3 separate regions of the Mus musculus genome follow, and regions 1 and 2 are each linked to region 3. Evidence: chromatin contacts called from public HiChIP or PLAC-seq and promoter capture Hi-C data. All regions are on one chromosome and are shown on one strand. Each heading gives the region's core, a stretch centred on a gene start, on an enhancer-like site or on the middle of the called end of the contact. The rest is flanking DNA. Distances are from core to core; before and after follow the strand shown.

What was found. Promoter capture Hi-C pulls out the DNA fragments that hold promoters and counts their contacts. HiChIP or PLAC-seq counts read pairs in DNA pulled down with a chosen protein or histone mark.
Region 1: a promoter capture Hi-C map of second pharyngeal arch cranial neural crest shows a contact between it and region 3. The contact joins the enhancer-like site here to the promoter of Cryz in region 3. A contact is called at or near these places in 10 of 39 promoter capture datasets (cranial neural crest, embryonic stem cells, frontonasal cranial neural crest and 5 more), 10 of 115 datasets of contacts at active chromatin or transcription factors (T-cell acute lymphoblastic leukemia, craniofacial prominence, embryonic basal ganglia and 4 more) and 1 of 9 other capture datasets (adipose tissue).
Region 2: a contact with region 3 is called in an H3K4me3 HiChIP or PLAC-seq map of the SCID.adh cell line, with 6 times the contacts expected there. The contact joins the enhancer-like site here to the promoter of Cryz in region 3. A contact is called at or near these places in 16 of 39 promoter capture datasets (3T3-L1-derived adipocytes, the C10 cell line, the HPC-7 cell line and 10 more), 1 of 15 datasets of contacts at CTCF or cohesin (embryonic stem cells), 1 of 484 Hi-C or Micro-C datasets (bone marrow-derived macrophages), 19 of 115 datasets of contacts at active chromatin or transcription factors (the SCID.adh cell line, T-cell acute lymphoblastic leukemia, cardiomyocytes and 11 more) and 3 of 9 other capture datasets (adipose tissue, liver and pancreatic islet).

Annotation. Positions count from the first base shown.
Region 1 is chr3:154,302,818-154,306,997 of GRCm38.p6, reverse strand. It overlaps Lhx8 (LIM homeobox protein 8), which reads left to right. Exons shown (of 9, transcript NM_010713.2): 9 at 1-705. The coding sequence ends at 39. Among named protein-coding and RNA genes, the nearest start is that of Lhx8, 26 kb to the left of the region's middle. Within about 2 kb of position 1,602, at least 15 of the 459 cell types and tissues checked have an H3K27ac peak or open chromatin away from gene starts, as enhancers often do. A contact at or near this core is called in second pharyngeal arch cranial neural crest, where this site is marked.
Region 2 is chr3:154,268,548-154,272,388 of GRCm38.p6, reverse strand. Slc44a5 (solute carrier family 44, member 5) reads right to left here. Exons shown (of 22, transcript NM_001081263.1): 22 at 667-2,406. The coding sequence ends at 2,303. Among named protein-coding and RNA genes, the nearest start is that of Lhx8, 60 kb to the left of the region's middle. Within about 2 kb of position 2,213, at least 11 of the 459 cell types and tissues checked have an H3K27ac peak or open chromatin away from gene starts, as enhancers often do. A contact at or near this core is called in the SCID.adh cell line, where this site is marked.
Region 3 is chr3:154,594,988-154,599,138 of GRCm38.p6, reverse strand. It overlaps Cryz (crystallin, zeta), which reads right to left and starts at 2,428. Exons shown (of 9, transcript NM_009968.4): 1 at 1,855-2,428. It overlaps Tyw3 (tRNA-yW synthesizing protein 3 homolog (S. cerevisiae)), which reads left to right and starts at 2,041. Exons shown (of 6, transcript NM_172474.5): 1 at 2,041-2,286. The coding sequence starts at 2,113.

The sequences.
Region 1 (4,180 bases), core at 353-2,852, 290 kb after region 3:
CAACTCCTGGACTCCAGCCCTTGTTACCCCATCCAATGACCCAGCTGCCAATAAGTCATACCTAATTCCTTCTTTCAGGGATAGAAATGATTGAGGTTATAAACTTGTCATTTATTATGTATAAAATACCATTGAGAAGATATTAATGTTAATTTTTTATTTAACACTCAAAGCATTTCGAACATCCTCTCGCTGCCCAGGTATGTATCTAGAGTTGGCCTGCAAGACACTTTTATTGATTCTTCATTTTGGTTTTTTTTTGTAAAACTTATGTTTACAAAGAAGAAAACAAGTCAAAACATTTTTTTTTGTATTGTCTGGAGATAGTTGGCTCGAGTGTGTGTCTATTAACTTATTTGTCACCAAAAGAGCACTTTGCCTGAAAGGCAGGACTGATCGTGTGCAAAACGTTTACAATCCTTTGTGAAACTGTAGTTTATCATTAGTTTGTACCTGTAAGTTATTGTTATAAATATTATCTGTATTTTTTGTCATATACAACTTTATACCTTGAAGCTTGTATCTGTGAATTTGCAACTGAAATTTATTTTGCCAGTGTTTTCGGGACAAGCTGAAGGCACGTCCGTTGTAGCATGCCGCGCACACCCACGGGGTGCCTGCACTTGGAGTTCTAGCTGTAAATAACACTCTAGTTTACAAAGCCTACCATCCTAAGTTCATTAAACACTTTGCATCCTTGTGAAAGTTGCTGCCCACTTCTCTTCTGTGTGTATTGTCACCAGTAAATTGCTCTTAATTCTTTTTTTTTTTTTAAAGCTGTTTTCTTTTGAAAACAGGGTTATGGGTACATTTTATTGGGAAACCTATTTGTAGATGACTATTCTTAACAACAAAAACAAGCCCACGTGAAAACATCTCATTTGGCCTCTAATAACTTTCAAACTAGCTCAAATTAATGTGAGCTTAAACACAGAGTGCTCTTCAGAATGACGGTTGGAGCGCCCTGCTCTAAACATGGAATGTAGCTAAATCATATATTTCTTCAGAGTTTTAAAGAAACCAGAAGGATTTGAGTTTGAGTAGAGATTCTAGAACAAGGGCTCTGGGTTTGTTTTGGTTTTGCTTTCCAAGTAACTGCTTTCCCCCCTCCCTCCCAACCCTGAACAAACTTCTCGGTTCTAAATTGTAACCCCAGGACTTTACCCTGTGCGTAGGCAATAGGCGCTTCTCTCTGACTACGAAGGTGCACAGCGCCACGCTGCCACGTAGAGAGAGTGTGACTCTTGGGCTTGCGTGCTTGCTTAGGGAGCAGATGCACATCTGGCTGGGGACTGGAAGTAATAGTGAAGTATTTGTAATTGCAGCCTACTCATCATAAATGCAGCCAGAATGCAGTCACATGGGCACAAGTAACTAGACGGACAGTCTGCCTCGTGCAAGGAGCTGCACGTCCCAGTGGAAGAAAGGAGGAACAATTTTCTTGTTTCAACCTGCTGTTCTGGTTGCAATCCCTTTGACCAAAGTCCAAATAGCAGAACTAAAAGTCACTCTGAGCTGTTGGGAGATTGATGCTGGTCTCCTTGGGTCTCACTACCTGACATAGGCAGGGAAGGGTGGTGATGTCAGCTTTACGTTTCCCAGATGTCTGAGCCAGCTCCCGTGGATCAGCCGAGCTCAGCCCTGGGCAGCTTGAGAGCACCCCCACCCCCACCCCAGCTGTGTGTTATTGGCATCCTCAGCCTGGGAGGGGCTCAGAGGCAAGACTTTTCTCTCCACTGCCCTTTTCCCTGAATTTGTCAGGGTTTTTAAAACTCCCGAAGATAAATCTCAAAGCTGGAGTCAGAGTTCTTCAGCAGAGATTCAAAGCTCTGCGAATGGATGAGGCTTATATTCCCTGCACCAAGCATCATTAACGACAAGAGATGGATACAGAATTGACAGTGTCAGGGGACAGGAGCCTGTGGCTGTGTCTGAACTTTACACAGAAAGTCACCAGAAGGTCAAGTTTGTCTGAGCTGCCATGCCCGGTGTGAACCCGGTGTGAACATCATATACACTGGGTTAGAACTGGAGGCAGTGGAGTAGTTTTGGTGCTGGTGGGAGGGAGGGGCTTTCTGTTGTTGCATGAGAAGGGGCCAGATAACAGCTTTCCTTTCGACATGAAGAGAACAGAGAAGAGTTAAGATATTCATTTTACCAGTAGGTGCAGCAAACAAGGGTTCTAGAAAGATCTCAAACCCTGCTGGTGGAGACCTACAACACCAAGGCAGTTAGAGCATTTTAATACCCTTAAAACCACGAAGCTGGGAGGGTCGGGTGACTTTTGCCTTGGGAATCAAGCTTCCTACTCAAACAGGGAAACTCGACTCGGGGCTCTTAAGCCATGCTTGTTAGTCGGACGAGGTGCCATTAACAACAATAATCTTACATTTCACAAATGCCATTCTTAAAATCCCATATTATTATAAATTATAAGCACACGTAGTTGAGTATTCCATAATAAACACTGTGAGGTAGAATCATAGTTCATACTTTAAAAAAATTGTTATAGGCATTTGAAAGCTGATAGCTGTAGCATTTCTTGGCACACAGTGTATATAATTACTGGAGTAGAATTATGAGATTAGGTGGGGGTCTCGAGATGTTTGCTATGGTGTGAGGGCCTTACCAGTTGGGAAAGAAGCACTTCTGTGTTGTTTGAGGTCTTTTAGATGGCAATATTCTCCTGAATGTATATTAGCTCAGAAAAAGTTCTCAACATGCCGACCGCAGGAGGTAAAGGATCTGAAATTGTACAACTAAAGTTTCAGGGAAACGGATCTGCATCTGAGTCTTAGGCACAGGAGCTGAAACTGAGTTCAGTTGATAGAGTGTCCACTCTGCATGAGGTCCCGGTTCAGTCTTCAGCCCATTAAAACCCAGGTATGATGGCACATGCCTGCGACCCTGTCCCTCCAGAGATGGAGCCTGGAAAAGCAGAATTTCAGTCACCAGTGGCTAAACAGTTGAAGCAAGAAGGTTTGAGTTCAAATGCCTATCTACCATGTAAAAGCTGGGTGTGGCCACACACGTCCTTAACTCTAGCACTGGGAGGGACAAAAGCTTGTGGCTCCTGGGAGCTTGCTGGTCACACATCCCAGCTCAAACAGCAAGTATCAGGTTCAGTAGGAGACACCGTCTCGAACTAAGGTGGGGGCTGGAGAGATGGCTCAGTTAAGAGCACTGGCTGTTCTTCCAAAGGTCCTGAGTTCATTTCCCAGCAACCACATGGTGGCTCACAACCATCTGTAATGGGATCTGATGCCCTCTTCTGGTGTGTCTGAAGACAGTGACAATGTACTCATATGCATAAAATAAATAATTATTTTTAAACAAAAAACTTGAATTAATGAATAAAAAAACCTAAGATGTAGAATAGAAGATACCCCATCATTGCCTACACACACACACACACACACACACACATGCATACATACATACAAATACTAAAAAACAATAGCAAAGTTTAGGGATGCTGGATAGCATGTAAAAAGATATTTACTATGTTCACACACAGTCCTATTTTATAACCTGATTTTTCCATTTTATACAATTTTTTTAAATTAGAATACCTTCTTTTGATAATTTCATATGTGTAAACAATGTGTCTCGAACACATCCATCTTCAACTTCCCCTCTCCACTCCTCCCAAGGTACCCCTCCCCCCTTTAATGTTCCCCTCCCCCAGCAGCCCCTTCCCCCCTCTAATGTCCCCTCTTTTTATTCACGAGCCATTGAATCCAGTTAGGCCTGCCTGTTGGAACGTTCACTGATCACACTGGTTTGATCTTCTGCAGTGACTTCATGGGTGCATCAGTCACTTACTGCCAGGTGGCATCCCAACTGCCCACCACCCTACCCTCCATCACCTGCAGTCTCTGCACCTCCTTCCTGAAGTTTGCTAACTCTCAGAGGAGGCAGCTGACACACACGTCTCACTTAGGGATGCTCATTTCATAGTCACTTGGGCTGGTTATGAGTCTGCATTAGCTGACAACCAGAGAGAAGCGTCTCTGACCAAGGCTGAGGGCAGCACTAATTAAAACAACAACATCTTAATGCCAGCATTTACACAGACCTCCTAAGTGGCACAACTGGATTGATCTATGCCCCAATAAATCTGAATATTAGAAACAAGATTAAATACCCACTGATTGCTAGCAATCTAAAGACAAATTAC
Region 2 (3,841 bases), core at 964-3,463, 330 kb after region 3:
TCCATTGCTCGGTGCTCACACCCCTCCCAATCCATCTTTTATTCATCTGTCTTGGACTTAGTTACTTATGTAATTGTATTCGGTTTCACTCAACAGTATATGGTGACAGAAAAGTTTAAAATAAATCTAGATATTGAAGATCTTGATCCTTGGTACAGAGAAGGTACTGTTGATATGTGATGGGTCTGAAACCAAAGCTGGGCAGGGTGTGTGTGTGTGTGTGTGTGTGTGTGTGTGTGTGTGTGTGTGACTAAAGTCACAGACAAGAACCAGGCAGGATGGTGCTTGTTTATAATCCTAGCACTGGGGAGGCAGAGACAGAAAGATCTGTGAGGCTCACTGGCCTGGAAACCCAGCCTAATCTGTAAATAGAAGATGAATGAATGGCCTTGTTCTAAATCTTCACAAACACTTTTAAAAATAAATAAATAATAATAATAATAATAATAATAATAATAACAATAATACTAATAATGAAACACTTCCAAACAACCAAAACAAAACAAAATAACCCAATATGAATGGTGCCTGAGAAAGAGTGACATGCAAGCTTCCCACACAAATGTGCATGTACACACACATGCACACACACGCGCACACACACACACGGAGAGAGAGAGAAAGAAAGAAAGAGAGCGTGCTCTTAAAGAAATCAAAGTTCAGCCCTTTTATTTGTCTCTTATGGAAATCTTTATTAGAAGAAGCCAAATATACAATAAGTACCAACAAATTTTATTAAATATCAACCATTTTATCTATCAAAGGTATTTAGACCCTATGCTTTCAGTGTTCCTGCATAGCAGAGACACACTAACTACACAACCCACACCACCATGGGCTCAGCAGAGCCCAAACCACCAGGCGTGGCGTGGGGTGGGGGTAGGGGGTGGTGAGCCCACACTGCAAGGCGCCAGTGGGAGCTTTTTGGTATAAAGGTATCTAAAGTGAGTTTTCAACAAACCATCAATAAACAACAGTAGGTATTGTTGATTGACTCTCACTGATCCCCTTCTCGGGTGACTTGCTGAGTTGGTGAACTGAGTCAAGTTCTCCTAAAACTTAGCAATCCTCATAAAATTATTCAAAACTGAATTAAAAACCGTTCCAGTTTCTATTGGCACAATAAAAAACTGACAGGTAAACAGGTTGTTTCGTATAAAAGTTAGTGGAACTGACAATCCATAACAGGATAGAAGAGCCACAGGTAATGGGGCTTTCCAGCCCAGCACACAGCTTCCCCTCAGAGGGAAAGTTGCCCTGTGAAACTCCCACAGGCTTCCCCTTCAGGTATGGGTGAGACACCAGACGTGTGCATGCCGACCCATATTTCAAAGGAACCGCTATAGAAAAGATTATACTTTAAAACTTCTTTTAGTAAAAACAAAGACAAATCCAACACATGTTCGTTCAGGCTGCTTTGCGTGTTGCGTGTTGCGTGTGGCACCCATTTGTGAATATCCACTAGGCACAAGGGGAATTGTTTGTATCACACAGTGTACTCCTTTGATGAGGAGGATATCAAAGGTAGTGTCATGGCTAGTGGAGTCCAGTCAGTGAGCAAGACAAAACAAAACAAAGCCAAACAAAACATCAAAAACAAAACAAAAATAACAAAACAAAAGAAGCATGAGACTTGTCATCACTCAGCATTGCAGGGTTTAAAGTTTAATTTCTTTCAAACGAGGTCTGTCCACTTGCTCACAAGATCCGGGAAGTACTGACCAGCCAGGAAGGCACTGAGAGAATTGAGTGGTAAGGGCTGAAGGACTGACTGGCAGCTCTCACAGGATGCAAAGACCAAAGCGGGTGGTCCGCTTAACCCGTTGACTGTCAAACAGGAGGCGGGGAAGGGCCTTAAAAAACATTTATCTTGCTTTAATTACCAATTTTCCCTACAGAAGTCTTTTAGTTGTCGTCTTTAAAAATACACTAGGAGCTATCAATTTAGATCATGTATCCTTCATGGAGTTACTATTAAAAAGATTATGAATGTATTCAATATTTTTTTCAAAACATCCAAGTCACTCTCTGTAAAAATGATAATAATAATAATAATAATAATAATAATAATAATAAATTACAAAACGAAAGATCTTAGTATAAAAATGTTGCATGTAATTAACAATCCCCTTGTGACTTCTGATGGCTTCACAGGCTACAGTGTGGGGCTTTGGTATAAGATGCAAAAGCAAGCCAGCAAGGCGGGGATACGAACGTCCCCAACCAAAGCACTACGGGAAGGTGTGTTGGACGGATACAGTGTGGGAGGCGACACAGGCAGCAGGATATCCAGCTGGCTCTCCTACTGCTTCTTGATCTTGCCCTGCTCCAGCAAAATGTTCATTAGAGCCGGAGTCACGAAATAGGGTCTTGAAGGAGAGCCTTCGTTTCTTTCTAGGTCTTCCACTAGGAGGGAGGAGGGCAAAGTCAATAGAGCAGCGAAGCGGTGGGAGGAGCAACATCGCCACCTGCTGCCCACCCGCTGCACAGCAACGCCAAACATCGCTCCTTTAGACAGCATCAGCGTTCATTGTAAACAGCTATGAGAAAACAATCAGCCCTTATTATTACATCGATAAGATATCATTTCATTCTGTGTCCCAGGTCAGTTCTGGCGACAGTTCAAGCATTTCCATAGAATGACTTAAGAAATAACATTTACTCCCCATCCAAATTCACTTTCTAAATTACAGCATCTATTTCCAAATTGCCTTTGTTTGGCCAATGGCAATTTAGATTGTAAAGCCTCGGCAAAGAGACCTTTGTGTGTGATCTCAAATCCTTCCATAAACAGTTCTGGAAATATTGCTCTGTGTTTCAAAAAACTTTAATTGCTGTGTAAGAAAAATGGCTTCTAAAATTCTTCTCAAAAACAACATTCATTCTTACTGTATGCATTTTAATTATAGAAGTAACAAACGGAGACTATTTTTCTGAGTGGGAGTATACTATAACACAGCAAACCAGACAGATAATTTCTTATATCTGATCTATAGCCAACTTCACAACTTTTGCATGTATCTGAATCAACTAGAGGGTCTTATCATGGTCCAGAGAGTGGTCCACATCCTAACACAAGCTCGTGAGTTAGGTAGACCCTGCAGCTAGCTACAGGCTCACTATATGTCACCATTGCCATAGATTTTTATTGAGGTCCTTGCATGGCTGTAAATAAAATACTATTAAAATGCAAGAAAAATAGATAAGTGATTGCTTTTCTCTGTTATCAAGGAAAAAGAAAATGACAGGTGACATTTGGGACTAATAATCTCAATAAAGCAAGCCAAGAAGAAGCTAGTGACTCCTGTGGACCAATACTTCGAAAACCTTCTGGAATTACTGGTTCTATGTAGGAAGATGCCATACCACCATTCTAAATCTAGGTTCGCACACTTCAGGGTAAGAAAATTAGCATTTATATCAACTTATAACACAAGGATATATTTCAGACTCTCAAATGCGTGGGCTATATTGATGGCCACACATTGCACTAATAATATATAGACAATCTGACGTGAGTTTAGTGTCAAAACCAAAAGGGCACCGGCTAACCCTGTGCTCTGTGGAGGGCCTCTTTATACTTGGCCCAATTCTACACACAGGGAAAAGCATGCAACGCGTGCGAATCCAATTCCCACTTTTCTGCACCGTGTGAGATTTAGGCATGGCCACAACAAACCAGCTTCCATTCTAAGCCCTGGGGCTGTGGTGATGCAAGAACTCTTGATCTGAAACATGCATAGCCCCAGGAAGCACCAGAAGCGATACCTGATTGATAGGAGGCCACTGCTCTGAACCTGATAGGAGGCCACTGCTCTGAACCTTCATCCGATTTCCTCCC
Region 3 (4,151 bases), core at 1,179-3,678:
CCTGGCAGGTCACAGAGGTCACAGCAGGGCTAGAACCCAAGTTCAGTGCCTTAAATGTTGGCTGATTTTATTTCCTTAACTTAGAATCTTCCAACTTCACTTTTGGAAATGTTGGCATCGATTGTCCTTCATGCCTCTGAAATGAATTCTGGAATGTATGAGCAATTGGGTATGAAATGTCACCAAGCTATAGGCTGGGGCATATATTATCTAATAAAGGCGTCTACTTGGGTATTCTTCAAATGCCTACAAATTGGGAAATACAGTAGAAACATAAAAGACATGGTTCTACAGGGAAAGCTAATCTACCCTGATGGTATAGGTTGTCTAGTCTAGGCTACCTGTGGGGATTGGCTGCAACAATGTAAGCTTTATTGTTACTCATGGTCTCACACTGGACAAGGAGGAGCTTTCTGCCACTTTGGAGCATCTCACACTGTAGTCCAGGTTGGTCTGGAGCTCTGGATAACTCCCCTGCCTCAGCTTTCCTAGTATATGCACCATCATGCCTAGTTTCTTTGGTTTGTTAACTATGCTATGGTTTAAATGGGCTTTTCTATCTATCATATATATGTTGTGAAAACTGTTTATAGTACCTTGTTTTATTTTTATTTTACTTTTTATTTCTAGGACATACACAGTTAAAAATTCCTCCTCTAGACTGATTGAAACTCATTCATTGGTTTAAATGAAAGTTAAATGGGTAGGGGATATGTTAGACGTATGTATATCTTAACATAGAGTTAGTGAGTCAACTCTCAAACTCAAGAGGAAAGACATATTACTAATGAAGTGCAGAGGGCCAAGGTTAGGGCTAGCGGCAAGGAACACTTGTTATCCTCTTGCTGAGGGCTTCATTTGGCTTTCCAGCACCAACTTGGTGACTCAGGCTCGAAACCTATTCTAACTCCAGTCCCAGGAGATCTAATACCCTCTTCTGTCCTTTGAGTGCACCAGGAATACACACGGTGTGGAAAAAAGAGCAAAATAAAATAAAATTGATTTCTAGAGAGAGTTTTAAATGAAGACTAAAAAAGAGGCCTCATAGTTATAAAATGTACTGCCACTGTTCCAGAATGGCTCATGGAAGCTTGTGGCTTACTATTAACTTGGAAACACGAATAAATGATGAAAATTAAAGTATCCAGTCCAAGTCTTCTGGCTATATGATGTTGTCACGGTCTTGCTTTCACACTGATCACTCTGTACCCCTGCAGCATCTCATGGACAGGGCAGGCCCCGCTTCAGTGTGACAGAATGCTGCTTGCTACAAGCTGCATTTCCTAGGGCAGGAGCCAGCGGGGAGTTATGGTGGCTTCAGGGGCTCGAGGTGGACACGAAGTCCACACAGTGGCCTCTGCACTTTCAATCATTAACAGGTCTTTTCTGGTCACAAGACTGAGGCAGGAACTCTGGGAACTGTAAATGCGCAAGATGTAGTTAACAATGTATTAGGTTTTTCTAACTCTGTCCCTCTCTGTGTCCCTCTGTCTCTGACTCTCTCTAGGTCTCTCTTCTTTCTTTTGAAGACTACTGTAGGTGGGTGCCACTATGTCTAAAAATAGGAATAACAACGCCCACTGCATACACACCGGAGGACAGAACACAGACCTCCTCTACCTGCACCTGGGAAGTTGTGAACCCGGAGTTGGGGCGCGAGTGCCTGGGTGGCGGCAGAAATCCCCAGGCATCAGTAGGCAGCTACCCCAGTCGGAACCACCGGCCGCCTGCTGTGCAGTTCTCCAGTGCAGATAGATCTCCTGGAGCCTAGAACTTGAAAGAAAGAAAAAAAAAAAAAAAAAAGCCTCCCGGCAGACAAGAGTAGGACCTTGCTTGCGGTCCTGGGTGACTTACCCTCCTCTAGAGTAGGAAACAAAACCTCCTAAGCTCCAGAAGGTCTGTGGGGAAAGAGGTGGGCTGGCTTTCCCTAACTTCGCTAGGCTCCCCCTCTCGGTTTACGCCTGTACGGTCTGGCGGCGCACGTCTTGCTCCTGGTTGCGCCAATGGGGAACTTTGGTCCTCTCCGGCCACCGTGGCGGCAATATGGCTGCGCCCATGGAGAAGAAGGCGCATTCCAGAGCAGAAAGCCGACCCCAGCTCGCTCGCTCGCTCATGGACCGTAGCGCGGAGTTCGGCCGGTGGAAGGCGCAGAGTCTGAGCAAGGCGGACCTTAGCCGCAAGGGCAGTGTGGACGAGGACGCGGTGGAGGTGGTGGAGCTCCTGAACTCGCGGGAAGAGTTTTTCACCACCAGCTCCTGCGCAGGGCGCATCCTCCTTCTGGACGGGGTGAGGCCCGGGCCGGGGGAGGCTGTGCAATGCTAATGCGTCCTCCGGGTGATGGTGGAGCTAGCTTAAGTGGCGAAGGCTGGGGATTGGATTTACAGAGCGCTGGAGGAGCTCGAGTCTCCAAGTCCCTTCGGTCACGCTCGCCCTCGAGCCGCGCTAACCCAATCACTGTCGCTATGAGATGGGCGCCCGAAGGTTAAGGGGTCGCTGCCCCCTGGTGGCCGGTGTCATTATTACAGCCCTGGGCATTTTAGCTCTAAATGAAACAGTACTGTAGATACATGGTCAAAGCCCCTGGCTGCACGCTCTCATCCTCTTCCTGTCCCACAACACAGGATAACTAGACAACACGTGAAATAGGGTAATTTATTTCCAACATTTCTCATCGTGCCTGGCCCCATATTGCTGGTTAAAAGTCGCTAGGTTCCGCTTGGTTCTTCACGTACTGAAGTCCCAGATTATCGAGGTCTGTTCATGTTTATATTGCTTCCACCACTCCCGTTCTGTTCATGGACACTCTTGCTCACAAGCTAGCTGCCCACACCTCTTCTACAACTGCCCTGCCTGGGTTTATTCAGACGAGTCTCCAAAACACTGTTGTCTCTTCTCCAAGCCATGTTTCACAACACATTCATATGTATATGCATATGAGGGATGCATACACATATATGTATAATATATTTATAAATGTATAAATATATATGTATATACTATGTGTAAAATATCTATAATGAAAACATATTATAATTATGATTATACAAAATATAATCATAATAGAATATGATATATATTTTATATATTTTCATTTTTAAGCAGAATTTACTTTAGAAAATCCAAATTTATATTGTTCTGTAACCTGCAATCCTTTCCTCATTTTAACCAACTGCCAAGATTGAACTATTTTCTTTAGTTACTTGTCTTTGTCTTGTTCCTGTTCTTCATTTAGGAGTGGCAGAGTACTGAGAACCGAACTTAGGGTCTCGATCATGCTCAGCAAACACTCTACCACTGAGTGAAACTTCCAGCCTCCTCCCTACCTTTTGTTTTTTTTTTTTTTTAAACCTTCTAAAACAGGATCTTTCAAAGCTGCATAGACTGATCTTGAACACATTTAATAGACCAAGAACTCCTGGAACCTGTGGTCCTCCTGCCTCAGCTTCTGGAGTAGCTGTCCTATAATGCTTCCCCTATATCTACATAGCTGAGACACGACTCTCCAAGCTCCACTGTTATGCCAGACACAGAAAGAGGTGCAGACAAGCACAGTGCCCACTTAAGAGTGGCTGTCCATTCTGAGTTGTCATAGGATGCTTTCTGAACCTTGTCTAGCTTATGTATCTTATACTTGGTGGCTATTTATTTTTACTCTGCTTTATTAGAAAAGAAGGAAAGTGAAAAAAAAAATCAGGGTGGAGAAAACATAGGTAAGCCAGAGATGTTCCAAGTCGTGGTGTGACATTGTGTACATTTGCTAAGCATAAACCACTCATTTGGCTCGGAGGTTGTTTATAACAGCCAGCCCATGTTCCTAGAGCCTCACTATGAAAACCGGTCGTTCAGGGCCCACGCTTCCCCCACCAGCTCCCAGAGGAGCCTCCAGAGCTTTGTGTGCGTGGTTGTTGTAGAGATGCGGTGGTCTTCATGTGTGTGGTTTTCTGCTCTCCCTTTGCAGACTCTGAGGGAAGGATCTGTATATACCGATTAGAATTTGCAAAGAAGCAGTGTTTAGGTCGCTGTTGGAATGACAGCCTCTCCAGAGCTTTGACACATTGCTCCTCGCTGCTTTGCATATGCAGTCTACTTTAGGGATCTCAAATACATTTCCATAGTGGTGAGGAACATGTCGAAAGGTGTGCCCATCCCAG